Regions from separate parts of the Mus musculus genome. Here region 1 is linked to region 2. The links are chromatin contacts, called in public Hi-C maps. All regions are on one chromosome and are shown on one strand. Each heading gives the region's core, a stretch centred on a gene start, on an enhancer-like site or on the middle of the called end of the contact. The rest is flanking DNA. Distances are from core to core; before and after follow the strand shown. Region 1 overlaps Itga6 (integrin alpha 6). Region 2 overlaps Dync1i2 (dynein cytoplasmic 1 intermediate chain 2).

Evidence for each region. Hi-C and Micro-C count contacts between places; a contact is called where the count stands out from the background.
Region 1: a contact with region 2 is called in a Hi-C map of bone marrow-derived macrophages, with 4 times the contacts expected there. The contact joins two enhancer-like sites. A contact is called at or near these places in 14 of 484 Hi-C or Micro-C datasets (the 3T3-L1 cell line, B cells, the C10 cell line and 10 more) and 1 of 115 datasets of contacts at active chromatin or transcription factors (embryonic basal ganglia).

Annotation. Positions count from the first base shown.
Region 1 is chr2:71,834,917-71,840,910 of GRCm38.p6, forward strand. It overlaps Itga6 (integrin alpha 6), which reads left to right. Exons shown (of 26, transcript NM_008397.4): 12 at 3,352-3,512; 13 at 3,662-3,805; 14 at 5,646-5,761; 15 at 5,870-5,994. Among named protein-coding and RNA genes, the nearest start is that of Pdk1, 35 kb to the right of the region's middle. Within about 2 kb of position 3,140, at least 20 of the 459 cell types and tissues checked have an H3K27ac peak or open chromatin away from gene starts, as enhancers often do. A contact at or near this core is called in bone marrow-derived macrophages, where this site is marked.
Region 2 is chr2:71,245,227-71,250,980 of GRCm38.p6, forward strand. Dync1i2 (dynein cytoplasmic 1 intermediate chain 2) reads left to right here. Exons shown (of 16, transcript NM_010064.4): 6 at 1,463-1,558; 7 at 1,787-1,949; 8 at 2,063-2,162; 9 at 2,595-2,720; 10 at 3,561-3,707; 11 at 4,083-4,196; 12 at 4,493-4,626; 13 at 5,616-5,754. Among named protein-coding and RNA genes, the nearest start is that of Dync1i2, 36 kb to the left of the region's middle. Within about 2 kb of position 3,060, at least 9 of the 459 cell types and tissues checked have an H3K27ac peak or open chromatin away from gene starts, as enhancers often do. A contact at or near this core is called in bone marrow-derived macrophages, where this site is marked.

The sequences.
Region 1 (5,994 bases), core at 1,890-4,389, 590 kb after region 2:
TCTCTACCTTTACTCTTTGAGATAGATCTCTTGTTGAAAACGAAGCTTATTGCTTTAGCAGAGCTGGCTGGCCAGTGAGCCCCAGGGCTGGGCTGATGAGCACAGGCTGCTGTCCTTTCTTGGCTTTTCATATGGGTTCTGGAGATCCTAACTTCTGTCCTCAGGATTATACAGGACAGAGCCATCTCCACCGCCCTGGTACTGAGATGACAGGAAGGTCACTATGCCTGGCTTTAAAAAAGTCAATAGTCTGGAGATTTAAATGGTGTTTCCTCATTTTCTTGGCACTTTACAACCTGAACCATTTACCAACCTCTTGTTGCATTAATTTTTTAAAGATTTATTTATTTTATGTATATGAGTACACTGTCACTGTCTTCAGACACACTAGAAGGTATCGGATCCCATTACAGATGGTTGTGAGCTACCATGTGGTTGCTGGGAATTGAACTCGAGACCTTTGGAAGAGCAGTCAGTGCTCTTAACCGCTGAGCCATCTCTCCAGCCCCCTTGTTACATGTTTTTTGATGATAAGCAAACACACACCTTCTTCACCTGGATGCTTTTTACCTGCATTTGTAATGAATTCAAGAAATAAGAGTAGACTGGATTCTTGTAAAGGGAGAAGAAATGAGAAAACATTTCCCCCCTCAAACCATTGTTTGACGATAAGTGTCAGATCTCACCGGTGTGCTCCATCCAACAACTGCCTTTATAGAGCGGGGTTATGAGCTTTCCTCTAGCCTTAATGCAACATCTGTTGCTATGTGCGTCTCCTTTATAGTATGTACCCATTCCATTACCTGCGTGTTTATTGCAGCCTGTGATAGGTGGGCCTCTTCACTTGGAAGAACTCTTTCATTATACTTCCACAGTAATAACTTTACAGTGAAATAAAACAGAATTTCCACAAAGCTGAAGAAGTATAATACATTCAGCATCATATCCCAGTATCCCAAGAGTGAGCTTATTGTGGGGCCACGATATTTTAGCTTGACAGCCCTCTTCGTGCGATGTTGCATGCACAGATATTTATAATTGAGCCTTAATGAGTTTTCTTGGCTTGTTCCTCAGGAGGTCAGCACAGGTGACCTACAAGGATTTTAAGATGATGTGAGTTGTCTGGAGGTTACAGAGGTCAGCGAGGGTTTGGTAGCTAAACGGTTTTAATGTACCCATGCCCTCCTCTACTTCTGCCCTGAGGGGCACTCAGCCTGGGAGCCTTCATTTGGTTCATCGGGAAGTTAGCAGGTCACTGATAAGTGGATGGTGTCAGGGCTGCAGAAGGCCAAAAATGAGGGGCATTCCATTTGGCAGTCGTGACATTTAAGAATATCTCAGATGGACAGAGAAATTGCTATTGAAACTGCCAGTGCTTCTAAATTTTGGTCTTACCTATGTGAATAGGATTTCAGTGCAGAGATTGCATCACACTGTGTGCACATGCATACGTGTCACGCCCTGCGTAGGGTGGCATGGGGCCAGGTACTCCATTCCACTCATCTGTCCTGTGGATGATATTTTTATCAAGTGTGGCAGTTGGTGAACAAGGGTGATGCAGTCTTTGTCCTTAGTTCCTCCACACTCTGCAGGACAGTAAGTCCCAGTGTATAGCCTCAGAGGTAGAATTTTCTCAGTGGCTCAGGAGGAGCCAGGACAGGCTTTTGGGTTAAAGTCTGGGTCAAGATCTGAAGAGTAATGGATTAGGGTTTAGTTTGGAGTTGGGGAGGATAGAGAGGAGGAGGAGGAGAGGGGCCAGTGCAGAAGGGGAAGGGCGGTGAGACCTGGCCTCTAAGCCTCTGTATAAAGCAGCCAGCTTTTGTGTGCCAGGTAGAGACTTGGAGCTGTTGATGATGCTGCCCTTTGCTGTAGGGTTCAGAATTTCCGTTCTTACTTTTTGGTTTTTCAAGACAGGGTTTCTCTGTGTTGTAGCCCTGGCTGTCCTGAAACTTACTTTGTAGACCAGGCTGGCCTGGAATTCAGAAATCCACCTGCCTCTGCCTCCCAAGTGCTGGGATTAAAGGCATGCACCACCATGCCCGGCTGCCCTTTCTTAATTTATAAAGAGGACATTAAAACGCACAGTCTCATGGCCAGAAGTATAAATGGCTTGGTTAGTACAATGCTTGCCTAGTATGCACAAAGTCCTGGTCTAATCCCGGCGCTGTGTAAGTAAGTATAAAGCACTGGTTCCATTCTAGCACTGTATGAAGCAGGTGTGATGGTGCATGCTTGTAACTCCAGCACTCGGGACGTGCAGGAAGGAGGAGCAGTTCCAGGCAGCCAGGGCCACGTGAAATTTGTCTCAAACAAACAACAAACACTCAAAAGACATTTCCTTCCCCCTCGCATGAATGGTAGACTATAAGCTTTCTCCATTTTCTTGAGTTTTTCTTGGAGGCTGACTTCTCCTCCCTGTGTACACTCCTGTGCTTTCTTTCCTCTGATGGGTTTAGCAAGTGCTTAATGAATGCAAGTGATTGAAGTATTGGCCCATGAGAAGCATAGTTAGTAGCCCCATCCAGTGACCCAGTGAAGAATGCATTCCAGAGTCCAGAAGTGAGCTCCTGACAGTCCCGATCCTGGCCTGCCTCCACGGAGCAGCTGGCCACCTCTGCTGCAGGCTGGAGACTTGTGTATAAAAGCTGTGTGAGGCTAAACAACTGGCTTCCGGCTACTGAACACATGTCAGCCAGATCTGTCTGTCATCTACCATTCTATCTATTATCTATCTATCTTTTTAATCTGTTTTTTTCAGACAGACTCACACTGTAACTGAAGGTAGCTTTGAGTTCATGGCAGTCCTGTAAAAGAACGCACCCCTTGTTCCCAAGAACTGAGATTACAGGTGTCTCTTCCTGCTCTCAGTGACTTCTATCTTTAATATATGTGTCTCCTTTGATTACCAGTGCTATAATGCAAATACCAGTTCTGCTGTAGGAGCCTGCTTTCTCAGACAACTTTTCAAATAGCAAGGACTCTCCCCCGCCAAGGTCATGACGCATAGGCTGAAAGAGTCCCGGGGCAGGAACATTGGGGATTTCCAGTTATCTTTAGTATTCTTTGAGTTTCAGATATTCAGCCAGAAACTGATGGGTTCCTAGCTGCTGCAGAAGGTTCTAGCTTGTTCTCGAGCGCCCCCAGGTGGTCCAGTGAGAATTTAAAACACTAACAGCACTGGGAAGAACAATTGGATTAAAAACCCCTCTGGTCACCAGAAGGCCCCCTTCCAGGAGATTCTGAGAGGCGAAGGTTCTGGGGCAAGTGCTGTAAAAGAACTCATCTTCTTTGTAGTTCAGGGGGTGTGAAGATGCACTTTAAGTTAACGTGATTTTGTTCATTCCAACCTAGCAATTTTGGGTATTCTCGAAGCTGAAAAAGAAAGAAGAAAGTCAGGGTTGTCATCGAGAGTTCAGTTTCGAAACCAAGGTTCCGAGCCAAAGTATACTCAGGAGCTGACCCTGAATCGGCAGAAGCAGCGGGCGTGCATGGAGGAGACCCTCTGGCTGCAGGTGAGTGTGTGCCAGGGTCGTCTCCACAGGACTCCGGTGTTCTGTGAGACGCTTAGTTTCTGAACAGCACCGTTCATCTCTGCTCTGCCATCGTTTCGGAGGTCCGTTGGCATTTGGGCACACTGACTGTGTCCCTGCCCCCTTTGCAGGAGAACATCAGAGACAAGCTGCGTCCCATCCCCATCACGGCTTCTGTGGAGATCCAGGAGCCCAGCTCTCGCCGGCGGGTGAACTCACTCCCCGAAGTTCTTCCCATCCTGAATTCAAATGAAGCCAAAACGGTCCAGACAGATGTAAGCTGCTTGGCTTCTCTTTTGCCAGTGTTGGATTTTTTTTTTTACAGGCCACTTCCTGTGGCCACATATGGTGACCTTGTGTATGCTTTTAATCCCAGCACTCGGAGGCAGGGGCAGGAGATCTCTGAGTTCACGGTCAGTGTGATTTCCACAGCAAATTCCAGCTCAATCAGGGTTCCAGATCCTGTCTAAGAAAAAAATAATCAACAGAAATACCACTTATTTCTATATTCATAATTGGCCTCTGAGAAGGTGTTTCTCAAGGTAGCAGTGAAGATAACAACCTAAGATGAAATTTAGGGACCAGAGTTTTATTTTCTTCCTTGTTTTCTTCATTGTTTTTAGCCCCTGGTCCTTACTGAGATTATAGCTAGCCAAACCTTCATTCTCCTGTAGTTGACATACTTTATTTTACCACCGAGAACAACACAGTATGATAAATATATATTATTAAAACCAAAGAATAGCAAAACTTAGCAAAGCAAGGAAAAATTCACAATGAAATACTAAAGTGTCTAATGCAGCTCGGGTCATTGTGGGAAGCAAATGTGCATTCTGTGGCCTGCTGGGCATGGCGTAGGATATGGGATCTGTGTGTTAGGACAGAGCGGAAATGAGCCTAGGAAAGTATGACATCTTGATCTGGCATTATTATTGTTATAATTATTGTTGTTATTATTATCTTTTTGTTTTGCTTTTGAGACAGGTTTTCTCTGCATAGCCCTGGCTGTCCTAGAACTTGCCCTGTAGACCAGGTTGGCCTCCAACTCAGAGACCCACCTTCCTCTTCCTCCCCCTGAGTGCTAGATTAAAGGTGTGCGCCCCCACAGCCTGGCTATTATTATTATTATCATCTTGATTACTGTTTTGGTGCTGGAAATTATTCCCAGGGCCTCCCAGGCACTTACCACGTGCTTTGCTCTGACACTGCACATTAGCTGTCAAAATCCAATCAGTGGATAGAGATATGGCTGAGTCGGCAGAGTGCTTTCCTAGTGTGTACAAAACCTTGACTTCAGTCCCCAGCACCATGTAACAATGGCAAGTGCTCCACGCCTGTAGTGCTGACACTTGGGAGGTCGAGACAGGAGCATCTGACAGGCAAGGCCATCTTTGACTATATAGCAACTTTGAGACCTAACTCACACCCCATCTTCATAAAAACTCAAAACAACAACCACCACCACACACACACACACACACACACACACACAATCCAGCTGTTGCTGAATTACCCCTGGCTGTCCTGGAACTTACTTTGTAGACCAGGCTGGCCTCAAACTCAGAAATCTACCTGTCTCTGCCTCCCAAATGCTGGGATTAAAGGCATGTGCCACCACCACCTGGCTATTACTAATTCTTGTGTACATTCCTAGCTCCTGAGCCAAGTTAAACATAACAGGAAAGGAGACCTTGTTCCTAATTGTATTTTCCTCATCTGTACAATGGGCACAGAATGATAGTCCCTCAGACTGTCCTGAAGGTTAAGTGAGTTAAGCTATGTAAATCACTTTAGGTAGCATAAGGTCGTGATACTGCTATAGATCCCCTGAAAGTAAAGTCGTACTGCCCTATATGAGACCAAGCTAGAATGGAAAGTTAAGTGTCTTGTCTAAAGCCACACAGCTAAGCAGGTGTGAGAGGAGGGCTTGGAACTCAGATTCTCTAGCTTGGTGGGGGCTCATGCTCTGCTGCACCCCACCGCCTTGACCTGGTCAAAGTCACTTTGATAGAGCAGGAGCCAAGTGTTTGTCAAAGGAGGGTAGAAGATCATAGGGAAGTGGACTGACTGTGGAGACCTTTGGGAACTCATCTCTCTGCATTTGGTTCCTTACAGGTCCACTTCTTAAAGGAAGGATGTGGAGACGACAATGTCTGTAACAGCAACCTTAAGCTAGAGTATAAATTTGGTACCCGAGAAGGAAATCAAGACAAATTCTCTTACCTTCCAATGTAAGAGTCACAAGCAGAAGTAACAGACCTCTAGGCTTTGGTTACAGAAGTAACTGAACATGGGTTGAGATTGTCTTTGTCTCTCTTTCTTTCTTTTTTTTTTAATAGTCAAAAAGGCATCCCAGAATTAGTCCTAAAAGATCAGAAAGATATAGCTCTGGAAATAACGGTGACCAACAGCCCTTCGGATCCAAGGAATCCCCGGAAAGATGGCGACGATGCCCATGAAGCCA
Region 2 (5,754 bases), core at 1,810-4,309:
TTGTCAGACGTAAAAATCGCTCAATTTCAAGTAATGTAGGATTGGCATACGTCATTATCATTCTGATTAAGTTGGAGGTTGTATCATTGTGTGCGTTATACAGTGTCATTTAAAGCTTTCTCTGCACAGGTACAGTTATATTTTTATTGCTTAGACTATAGAGTTGGAAAGGTTTTCTTAGCTCTCTAAATCTAACACTGTGTGTGGTTTGGCAGCTGGTGTGGCCTACAAGCTGCATTTTGTTTGCAGGGTAAAGGCTTGTCTGTAGCCTCCTGGAGTGTGGGTAATTGCACAGGCTCACCATTGGGGAGAGACACAGGATTGGAAGCAGTCAAGCGGAAGAATGTTATGCCATCCCCTTGCCACCTTGCAGCAGAAAGACACAAGCCCAGCAGTGCCATCTGGTTGCTGCTATCTAGTCAGCTGGCCTGACTGCTGGGACCGTGACTTGGCAGCTGGTCCCATCCTTGACCGTTCTTTTGTGTAGGTTGTATGTGTGTGTGTGTGTTAGATCATTTTGTACATGGGTCAGGGAAATGACTATAACAGACAAGGAAAGCCCCTTTCTGAATAGGCTTTCATTACTGGAGATGGACTCTGTTGCAGATGCCTGCTGCCATTCCCTGATACACAACTAAGATGTATGTGGGCAAGAAAAATACATGCTTCCCCCGTCCCCCCTTTTTATGATTTCTACCTTAGTTTGTAGCAAAAAGAGATGGTAGACAGGATTATATAACCTATATGTCCTGTAACATTTTTAAATAAATTATTTCAAGTTTATACTAGTTTGGGGATTCATGAGATTTGATAATTTTTAAAAGTCTTATAAACATTGTATATCTTCATTTATTTTTATTAAAATTAAAGAAAACTGTGTTAAGTGCTTATTGCACATCACACAGTGATAGATAATGAGACTCGCATTTAAAATGACAGAATAGAAAATGTGATCTCAAAGCTATTATCTTTAGAATCTGCCTCTCAAATAGCAACCTGAGAGTTAATGTAAGCATCGTTATGTCCCAGGAAGACCCATCAGACACTGATGGTTTCAGATCACAAGGAAGCATCCAGCTCTGTGGGCTGTTTTAGACATTTGATTTTCTTCATTCTGCCGCATTAATGTGTCAGCATGCTCCACAGAACTGTGGAGGAGTCGCATGTTGTTCTGTCTAGAATAGTAATGCTTGTAAGCTCAGACTCCATGAGGAGCTCATCCTTCTTATAGCTCACTCGTGCTTCACATGGCTACAGAATAGGATAACCCTTGATGAGGTACCACAGGTATCTTAAAATTCAAGTTTCCCTTTCATTCTTTAAGTTGGTGCTGGTAAAATTCCACTGTTTGTGGCTGTCTTTACAAGTGCTTCACCTTGGGAGAGTTGTGATGCCTCTGAGATACTGCCTCAGAGTCAATCTACAGCTGTCTGTATTAAGCTAGTCTTTGTTTATTGTTCAGATGAGGAGGAGGAAGATGATGTAGCAACTCCTAAACCTCCTGTTGAACCTGAAGAAGAGAAAACTTTGAAAAAAGACGAAGAGAATGATAGCAAAGGTACCTTAACATACTTAAGGAATTTTTGTTTTATTTCTGTTTTGCTGAGTTCTTTTTAAACTTGTTTTATTATTTATGAGTTAAAGTAGAGTAAAATGCTCTAAATCAGAGGTGAGTTTCATTTCAAAAGAATATGTGGCATTTCTTGAACCATATTATAATAGTGAGTTGACAGGATTTAATTGGCCTAAATCATACTTTAAAAACAAAGACAAACTCTTTTTCCAGCTCCACCTCATGAACTAACTGAAGAAGAAAAGCAACAGATTTTACACTCAGAAGAATTTTTAAGTTTCTTTGACCATTCTACGAGAATTGTAGAAAGAGCCCTTTCTGAGCAGATTAACATCTTCTTTGACTACAGTGGGAGAGACTTGGAAGACAAAGAAGGGTAATATTTAGTTCTTAAGGTCATAGCTTCTGCAGCCTTAAAAGTATGTTAATATTAAGAATGACACAAGTTATAATGCTGTCTTTTCTGGGGGGGGTGATCTTTTCCTGTAGGGAGATTCAAGCAGGTGCTAAGCTGTCATTAAATCGACAGTTCTTTGATGAGCGTTGGTCAAAGCATCGAGTTGTTAGTTGTTTGGATTGGTCATCCCAGGTAAGTATAAAAAAATCAGTTGTTATAACTCACTTTTTAATTCTAATTAGCATATAGTTTTATTTTGGTTATAAGACTTCTTGTAATTAAATCAGTGTATGTCACGTTAAATAAATAATACTGGGTGGTGTTTCTGACGTTGCCATTGTCACATTGACTCGCGTACCTTAGAAGGAAAAATTGGAACTGCTTTTAGATTTGAAATTCAGGACTTTATGTTCAAACTCAATTTTGCTAATTTAATTATCCACTAACCACTTGTATAAAAATTAAACATTTTAAATGTTAAATTGTGCTAATTTAAAATTAGACTAGCATCTTGGTGAGTGTAACTATGAAGATAATTTTCAGAACAACTTGATAGATAGTTAAGAACATAAAATAGTTCTTACTATTCGTACTTTTCTTTTCCTTCTTGATTCTTGTGAGCAGTATCCAGAATTACTTGTGGCTTCCTATAATAACAATGAAGAGGCTCCTCATGAGCCTGATGGTGTGGCCCTCGTGTGGAATATGAAGTACAAAAAAACTACCCCAGAGTATGTGTTCCACTGCCAGGTAAGGTCGTCCTTCAGCTGTCTTCCCATGTTTAAGGATTCATTCATGAATTTAGACAAGTGCCTTTTTCCTTTTCCCATCAACATGATTTCATTGGACTGGCGTTTACTGAACCACACCATATTTGCAAACAGCTGTCACACACAAAGCTGAGCACTCTTAGTTCAGTATGATCTGCCCTTTTTAGCTTTTCTAATATCTCTTATCATGGTTAAGCACACCTAAAGTCCGTTGCAGTTTTGACTTTCTGTTACTGTGATTGACCATATAGACAGTCTTCTGGAATGCGTTGTTCTCACAGGAAGTGGGACTTACTACAGAATATATAATTAGACCTCAGCCCCTGAATCTCTTAGTCATGGCCGGAGGAGTTGCAACTAAATAGTTTTAAGTAAAAACATGTGGTTGAAGTAGGAAGTAGATGTAGTTTTTTTTAAAGTGGATTTAGCAAAACTTAAAATTTGTGACTCTTACTGATTGTATGAGTTAAAATCTTAATAGTGTCATAATTCAAAATAAATACTTCAAATCAAAACTAATATATTCTTTACTGTCATATTATAGTTAGAGGTCAGTCACAGGCCAACTTTGCTTTAAAAACTGAAATTGATTGAAGCAAGTTTTATTTTGTTTGATAACCATGTAAACATATAAAGATCACATTTGACTTTTGAACAAAAACTACTATAGTTTTTTCTTACAATATTCAAATAGAGTAGATTGTTTTTAAAACTTCTAATACCTTAAGTAATAGGTAAATATTTCCGATAGATTTGTTTTTCTAATTCGTCAGACTTTCCTCACTTAAATCTTAAATACAAAAATTCTGCGTTTTTGCAGTCAGCTGTAATGTCTGCTACATTTGCAAAATTTCATCCGAATCTTGTTGTTGGAGGTACATATTCAGGCCAGATTGTGCTTTGGGATAACCGCAGCAATAAAAGAACTCCTGTCCAGAGAACGCCGCTGTCAGCTGCTGCACACACAGTAAGTAACTAGTTATTTCCCTAGACTTCCGTTGGCCTTCACCACTGACGATATAGTCCTAGGAGAGTGACTTCGATACGCTTCCTTGTATGTGTAGGGTGCATATATCACAAAGTCCTCTGTTTTCTAAGACAACCTCTTATCAATGAACAGAATAGCAACACACTTCATATTAAAGCTAAGTCAGTGATGGGCTGCTGTCCTAGCAGTGCTCAGGGTCCTGGGTTCACCTCCCAAGAGCAACAGAACAAAAGCTGGCAGGTTAACAAACCTGTTTTGATAGGAATTGGAATACCCGTAATTAGACTAATTTTTTTCTGGGTTTTGTTATTGTTTGTTTGTAAATAACCTCTGAAAACTGTTTTATGTCTTTAGCACCCTGTCTACTGTGTAAATGTTGTTGGAACACAAAATGCTCACAATCTGATTAGCATCTCTACTGATGGAAAAATTTGTTCCTGGAGTTTGGACATGCTTTCCCATCCACAGGTATGTTAAACTTAGGAATGTGAAAATTTGAAGTAAAATTAGTTTTCATTTCATATGTACCCCCACGTGCATTTTATCATAAGCTATTTTTATACTATTGCACAGATTATAAATCTAAGTGGTGTGTTGATGGTTTAAATATATCTTACCAAAGCTTTTTCATTTAACTGAGGTAGGTAGGTTTATATTAATAGTATATTAAAACAGTAGCATACAAACTAGTTAAAACTAGAAGATTTGTAATAAAATTTGAAAATAAAGCTTTACAAATTAATTTTCTCATTTTTTTCCTCTAGGATAGCATGGAGTTGGTTCATAAACAGTCAAAGGCAGTAGCTGTAACATCTATGTCTTTCCCTGTTGGAGACGTCAACAACTTTGTTGTGGGCAGTGAAGAAGGTTCTGTGTATACAGCATGCCGCCATGGCAGGTAAACTTAGTAGGAATTAGATGTTGTTTAGAATTTTCCCTTGAGTCATCTCATTGAAACAGCTTGTTCCGTATTTAAGTAGAATCCTCTCCTAGACTTGGGACATTAAATTTGGGCAACGAGAACTTGAGTTAATTTTTTTTTTAGCTGTAGTAGTTTGGATTCATGTGCTTTTGGATTGTGTGTGTTGCAGTATGTTGTAGGGATCTGTGTGTGCTGCATATGCTCACAGAAGTTACTGTAGGAGGTGTGTTCAGCATTAGAAATGCAGTGTGTATGTTCCACATATTGGCCTTCAGGTTCATAAATGTGATTGTCACCTGTTTTCTGTTTAGGTTCATTTGAACTTTGAGTTTTAGTCTGAGCCTTCTGATAATGGTCTAGCAATGTCACTACATATGTTAAGCTGACTAATAGTTCTCCTACTGTTCGGTCTGTTTTGAAATTGTCTAGCTGTTCTTTAAAAGCATTGAACATCTGGACCTCATTTCCAATATAGATTGCCTTCATTTCATTTCAAAGCTTTTAATTTAAAATAGTCCAGATTGTTTCCTACATAGCATCCCTACACAGCATCCTTTGTCCTTGTTTTACCACCATGGATATGGTCTTTTGAGTTCTCTTGTCAACAGCATGGTGTTTATGGCTCTAAAATGCCCCTGCTATATTAGTAGTGTTACCACATCTGAATAAAGTGGCATTTGTTATAAGTTACGTTGATAAACTATGAACCCAGAATTGTGTTTGAAATTAATTCAAAGTCTGCTGTATAAACCCATGATGTGATACATTTGCTGGGTGTAATGGTGCAGGCATTTAATCTCAACACTCTGGAGGCAGAGGAAGATGTAGCCTGGCCTATGTAGTATGTTCCAGAGCAGCTCAGGCTACAAAGACTGTCTTAAAAATGAATAAGTAAAAATGTTAAGAAAATAATATGTGGTGTACTTCCAAGAGAGGTCCCTAACATGTTCACTTTTATGAAATAGCAAAGCTGGAATCAGTGAGATGTTTGAGGGACACCAGGGACCCATCACTGGAATCCACTGTCACGCGGCTGTTGGAGCAGTAGACTTCTCACATCTGTTTGTCACTTCGTCTTTTGACTGGACAGTTAAACTTTGGACA